Linked DNA regions of Triticum aestivum: region 1 is linked to region 2. Evidence: chromatin contacts called from public HiCAR-type data. All regions are on one chromosome and are shown on one strand. Each heading gives the region's core, a stretch centred on a gene start, on an enhancer-like site or on the middle of the called end of the contact. The rest is flanking DNA. Distances are from core to core; before and after follow the strand shown. Region 1 holds the start of LOC123104916 (BTB/POZ domain-containing protein At1g30440). Region 2 holds the start of LOC123104913 (mediator of RNA polymerase II transcription subunit 19a).

The links. HiCAR-type assays count read pairs that join an accessible place to other places.
Region 1: a contact with region 2 is called in a HiCAR-type map of leaf, with 8 times the contacts expected there. The contact joins the promoter of LOC123104916 here to the promoter of LOC123104913 in region 2. A contact is called at or near these places in 1 of 5 Hi-C or Micro-C datasets (leaf) and 1 of 1 datasets of contacts at active chromatin or transcription factors (leaf).

The regions. Positions count from the first base shown.
Region 1 is chr5A:575,511,298-575,513,997 of IWGSC CS RefSeq v2.1, forward strand. It overlaps LOC123104916 (BTB/POZ domain-containing protein At1g30440), which reads left to right and starts at 1,261. Exons shown (of 4, transcript XM_044526854.1): 1 at 1,261-1,839. The coding sequence starts at 1,760.
Region 2 is chr5A:575,028,395-575,031,100 of IWGSC CS RefSeq v2.1, forward strand. It overlaps LOC123104913 (mediator of RNA polymerase II transcription subunit 19a), which reads right to left and starts at 1,420. Exons shown (of 7, transcript XM_044526851.1): 1 at 1,190-1,420; 2 at 270-334. The coding sequence starts at 315.

The sequences.
Region 1 (2,700 bases), core at 11-2,510, 480 kb after region 2:
TTTGCCGGTAGCCCAAGCTTCCATTTTTTTTCTGAAAACAAAATAGTACTACTAGTAGTATGAGATATACGACGATTTGATTTGCGCCTTCAAAGATTCTTTCTTATAAAAAGGATTTGCACCCGCTGATTTCATGTGGTGGGTTGAGGATACCACTGTCCCCCTAACCAACTCAACCCTGGTGCGTCGTATATCCTTGCATGGCACAGTATGGGCTTCACTAATCAGGCCCTCTTTGATTTGCAGGATTTTAGAACGTAAGGATAGGAAAAATACAGGATTTAAGTGTCACGTCCACTTGAATCTTATAGAATTAGTATAGAGTGTTTGATGCCATAGAAAAAACAAAAGAATTATGAAAAGAGGTTGAAGTAGATGCATGATTTTCAATGAACTGCAGCACACTTGATTCCAAAAGAAAAAACCTTGTGAATCAAACGACCAACATAGATAAAAACCCTAAGGACGTATTTTCAAGTACTACAAGTCTGCAACCCTAGAAGTAGAGGACCACCGTACCTAAATTTGAAAATGCTACGGACGTCCGGAAATATAGTCGGTATTGAGGTCAAGAGGACAAAGCGGTGGCTGAAATGCATGCATAAACAAACGTTGCCCGGCTGTACTCTCTCCTTCAGAGAATCTGTGTACACGCAGCCCAAGATTTCCAGACCCTTTAATGCCCTCCTCATCAGTAAATATTAACTCCCGCGCCAACAACCCACGCAGCACACTGGCAGGCAGGAACCAACGCACAACCCCCGCTCCTCCCATACGCACCTTGCTTCTTCTTTTTTCCCTAAAAAGAAAAAGAAAAGAAACACCTTCTTTTTCTGGAATAAATATACTAAAAAAACGCCTTCCAACACATTACTAGTCGTAGCTTTGCGATATTTGCGCCTCACACAGGTATAGATTCCTACTCTACTAATTTATTTCCCACTATTTGCGCCTCAATGGATGGGAACCAGCCGTGCGATTCCGCAGGCCGCAATATCTCCCTTGTCGACCAAATAATTGATTGACCTGCTGCCTTGTCGTCTGGCCGCTCCCTCCGTTTGACGCCTACTACCAATTGACCCGATTCCTTTTCTAATTTCTTTCTCCTTGCAACAAAACAAAACAATTGTCGAGTTGGCAATGAACCGCTCTTTTACACCCAGTCATGGCGCTGTCCCCGTGACCACGAGCCCTAAAGAAGTAGAGAAAAACACACAGCGCCAACTGCTTCCCCTCTCCATCTCCATCTCCATCTCCACCTCCCCCCCTAATCAAACTCCCCGAGACCTTCTTAATCACCCACAAAAGCAGTTAAGCAGAGAGAGAGGGAGGGTGAAGACACAATAGAAACTGCCGTCTTCAAGCCTCCTCCCTGCCCCAACCCAACTACTCGCACTCCTGCTCTCTCTCCCAACCCCCATTGTGCGCCGGCGCCCACCATTAACTGCTTCGATTGAATCGGTGCTCCTCTTCCTGCAACCCCCGCTTGCGCTTGGTTTATTGGAGGAGGAGTGGTTGGATCAGCAGCAGGCCCGTCGCCAAAGGGGTCTCCACCTCCAACCATATCATGTATCGCTGACCCTGCCCTGCCCTGTCTTTCTTTCGCGGGGAGCTGGTTCCGGCGGCAGCTGGGAGAGAGCGAGAGAGAAAGGGGCAGACCAGGCCATGGCCTGAGCTTCCGAGTGCTGGTTGAGGGTTCTTCTTCTGCGCCCGAGTCTTACTCGCGCAGCCTTCTTTGGGGGAGGCCGCGTCGACCAGGATGGCCGCGTCGGCGTCGGCGTCGGCGTCGGTGAAGCTGGGATCAAAGCCTGATGCCTTCAGAAGGCAGGGACAGGCGTGGTAAATTTCTCGCCTCATTACTCTCTTCTTCCCTGTTCGCCCTATGTTCTCCGCGTTAATTCAGCCTTGATTTCTGCGGTCTACTTGCTCGCTCTCCCTTGCCAGGATAGACAATTGGGCCTTGTTGTCTTGTTCCTGCCCTTCTTTTGCTGCTACCTGAAACCTCAAGAATTTAGGGGAGAAAATAGGACAAGAGTGGCTGGTTGGCGTTCTTGGGGGTTTCTGCTCAAATTGGTGCCAATTTGGTGGAGCTCTGTCTGGAGGTGCCATAATTCACAAGTCTTTAACTTGTTTGGCTGGACTGCACGGCTTCGCTCTACACCGCTCTCCCTGAGCTCTGTCTCGAGTTTTGTTTTCTTTGTATATATACAGGCCACTGCCACTGATTCCATGTTCACATGCGTATTTTCAATTGCAAAACGATGAGATTCGAATAGCAGACTTGGTTTACTTGCTCCTGCTTGCTTGTCATTTGTGATTGAGAGAGAAAATTCAGGGTTGAAAACATTACTTTCAAATGCTATGCTAGTTGCCAAGAAAATGTGTTCAAAACAAGGCGTTAGCTGGAATTTGAAATTTCGTTTTGTCACCGACACACTTGTTGATTAAGAATATTTCCCACGAAATAAGGAGAAGACTTGCGGTATTGCCTGCCTTGGTGCCCCATTGCACATGCTAGATACAGTTCCACCATTCAAGTATGGTGGGGTGTTATTCACTCATTGTACCCACTAATATGCACAGTTGATCGCAGTTGACCGCTTCTGCAATCAGTTTGTGGTGGCCGGTGGGGGTCGCCTGCGGTTTTTCATGGATCCACATCACATTGGTTGGCAGCGGGATGCCATCGTTCCTCATTTC
Region 2 (2,706 bases), core at 170-2,669:
AAAAGAGATATACCGATATAAGACGCAAATAAGTAAACTCATGGTCATGTACGAGAAGCAAACAAGCTTCATGCCTTACTAACAACTCAAAACCAGAATAGGTCAATCTGTTTATTTTATTCTTAAATATGTATCGCTCAATTTGTATAAACACTCCTTGGTTTTTTAAACTGTACAGCGTGCTATACCATAAGATTGGTACGAATATGGTGTTACCCATTTTCGTGAACAATGAAGAAGAATTAAAATAGTACCAAAAAGGACATTACCTTTTCCAAATTTACCATCCGAAGCCATCTGATTAGAGCCTGACATTTGCAAAATGCATGTCCACCTAAGATTTGATTTAAGAAAACAAATACACATAAGCAATCAAGCAAAAGAAGCAAAGTTAGTTGGATACATTTTAAATCATAGCTCAAGAAGGTGCGCCTAACGCCTAGCGGTTAATTGTGCTTAATCTGTGCATAAATGAGCGCTTTGCTCAGAAAAGCGCAAGGGGGCGGCGAAACGCACAATTAACGCCTAGCAATTTTTTGAACTATGTTCTAAATAACGTACTAGATAGACTTAACTAACACCAACACTAAAAATAGAAATTGCATCTGCTAGTTAGGGCCTGCTGCTAGTGTTAGAATATTTTCCACTTCTGTGTATGGTAAGTTGGTAAATGTACATGATATAGAGGTGAATATTGGAGAAAACGATAGGTGAATATTCGTGGTGTCAAAATCTGTTATACCAAACACTTTATCCTGCACTGCGAAATTCGCTAGACAATTCACCCATTGACCCGCTATATGCGAAGATCGGTTACATTCATAAACAAGATTTGGATCCTGCATAGGCTAATGCGAAAGCGTAATAATATGCAATCTGTACCGCTATCTACCAGCAAGGGCCGATTAGTTGCTAATCCGGGCGACAGTAAAATGGATTTTGTTAGCACCAACAATTTCTTCCCCGAACGTTTATGGAGCGACGGCACAGAGTCCTTAATAATTATTAAATGAGCTTTGGCAGGCAGACACGGAGGTAAACAGAGTATCTTCAAGCTAGAGGGCATGAAACTTGTGTGGTCAAGGCCGCCATGGGCGGATCTAGATGGTGCGCCGGGGGCGCGCCGCCGCTCCCAAGATTTGTGATTAGCTTGGCTCTAAGCAACCACCGGATGGCTAAAAGCTCGTACCTCAAAACCCGTCGACTGCGGACGGAGTGGATACGGCGGGGACGGCGATGGGGGCGGCGCGCGTGAGAGGCGGGAGGGTTGGGAGCGGGTGGGGGGCGTCGGACGGTGATGCTATCAGCTACGGCACGGCGACGGCTCGAGGGACTAGGGTCTCAGATTGGAGCTGAGGTCAGAGCATGTGAGATAAGTCAGAAGAGGAAGGAAACTATGAGAGGACTGATAGGAAAATTCTATTAGTACTACTCTCTCTCTCTTTTGACGTAATAATCCACCTAAAAGTATTTAATTCTGCCTGCGGAGCAGATGGTGCGCAACTTCTTTCGAAAAGCTTACACGTGGTCTCAAAAGTTTAAAATTCATACAACCTACTAACTTTGTACTAAATCGCGTTTGTTTTGAAACGGAGGGAGTATTAGAGTAACAAATGTGTATTGCCGCGAAAACACAAAAATAATCCAATTATATTGGCTTAACCAATGCGTGCGCAGCGCTGCAAGGAAGAAACTCAATCAAGCAACCAACACTCATTTACGTAACTGAAGTAGTGATGAAAGCGGGTTTTTTCTTCAGAGAAGTGATGAAAGCACCTTTTGCAAGATGTGATTTTTTTTTCTTTCTAAAATTGGAGGGGTCTCATGAGTTCTAGATGGATGAGGAAGATATGACGGGAGAGTGAACACACCCCGCCACCAACTCTAGTTTATACGATAGTGGAAATTATGCTCTTGCTATAAATAGATAACTTTATTTAAGTGAAAATGACAACCATGATACAAAAACTTGGCACGACGTAGCAGTTTAGTCGGACCCGTCGACTTTCAAATCACACGATTTTGCCTTGTATAGACTACAAATAGATCTCTTATTTTTGCCGATATAGATGCGTGAGTATTAAGTGGCTATCTGGAATGCATTTAAACTTTGGCGCGTATTTCACTCGCTCGCCATGGCATAAATATGCATTGCTTGATTTGTTCCAGGTCATTTGTATATTAATTGGCTCGTTGTTTTTTGTGGTGTGGGCAGGAAAAAAATGATAGACACCCACAGGCGTAAAAATGGTGCAAGCGTGGCCCAAAATAATAATGGCAAAGGGGTTTCTCTTTCGATCTCCATAGTGCTCTACAAGTTGGGTGTCTTTTTTTTGGGTAGAAGGAAGGATTCAATGGGAGGGCAAAGGATAGTTATGTTTTAGGTTAGCTCTTGTTTTTTACAGACTTTCTTTTCGGTGTAATTTAATAAAGAAGTACTCCCTCCGTCCGTGAATAAGTGTACATCTAGGATTTGCCTTAAGTCAAAATTTTGAAACTTTGATCAACTTTATAGAAAAAAATAGCAGCATTTATGACACTAAATTAGTATCACTAGATTTGCTTTGAAATGTATTTTCATAATATACCAATCTGATGTCATATATACTACTACTCTTTTCTAAAAAGTTGATTAAAATTATAAAATTTTGACTTAGGACAAATGGTAGAAGTACACTTATTCACGGACGGAGGGAGTAGCCCTTA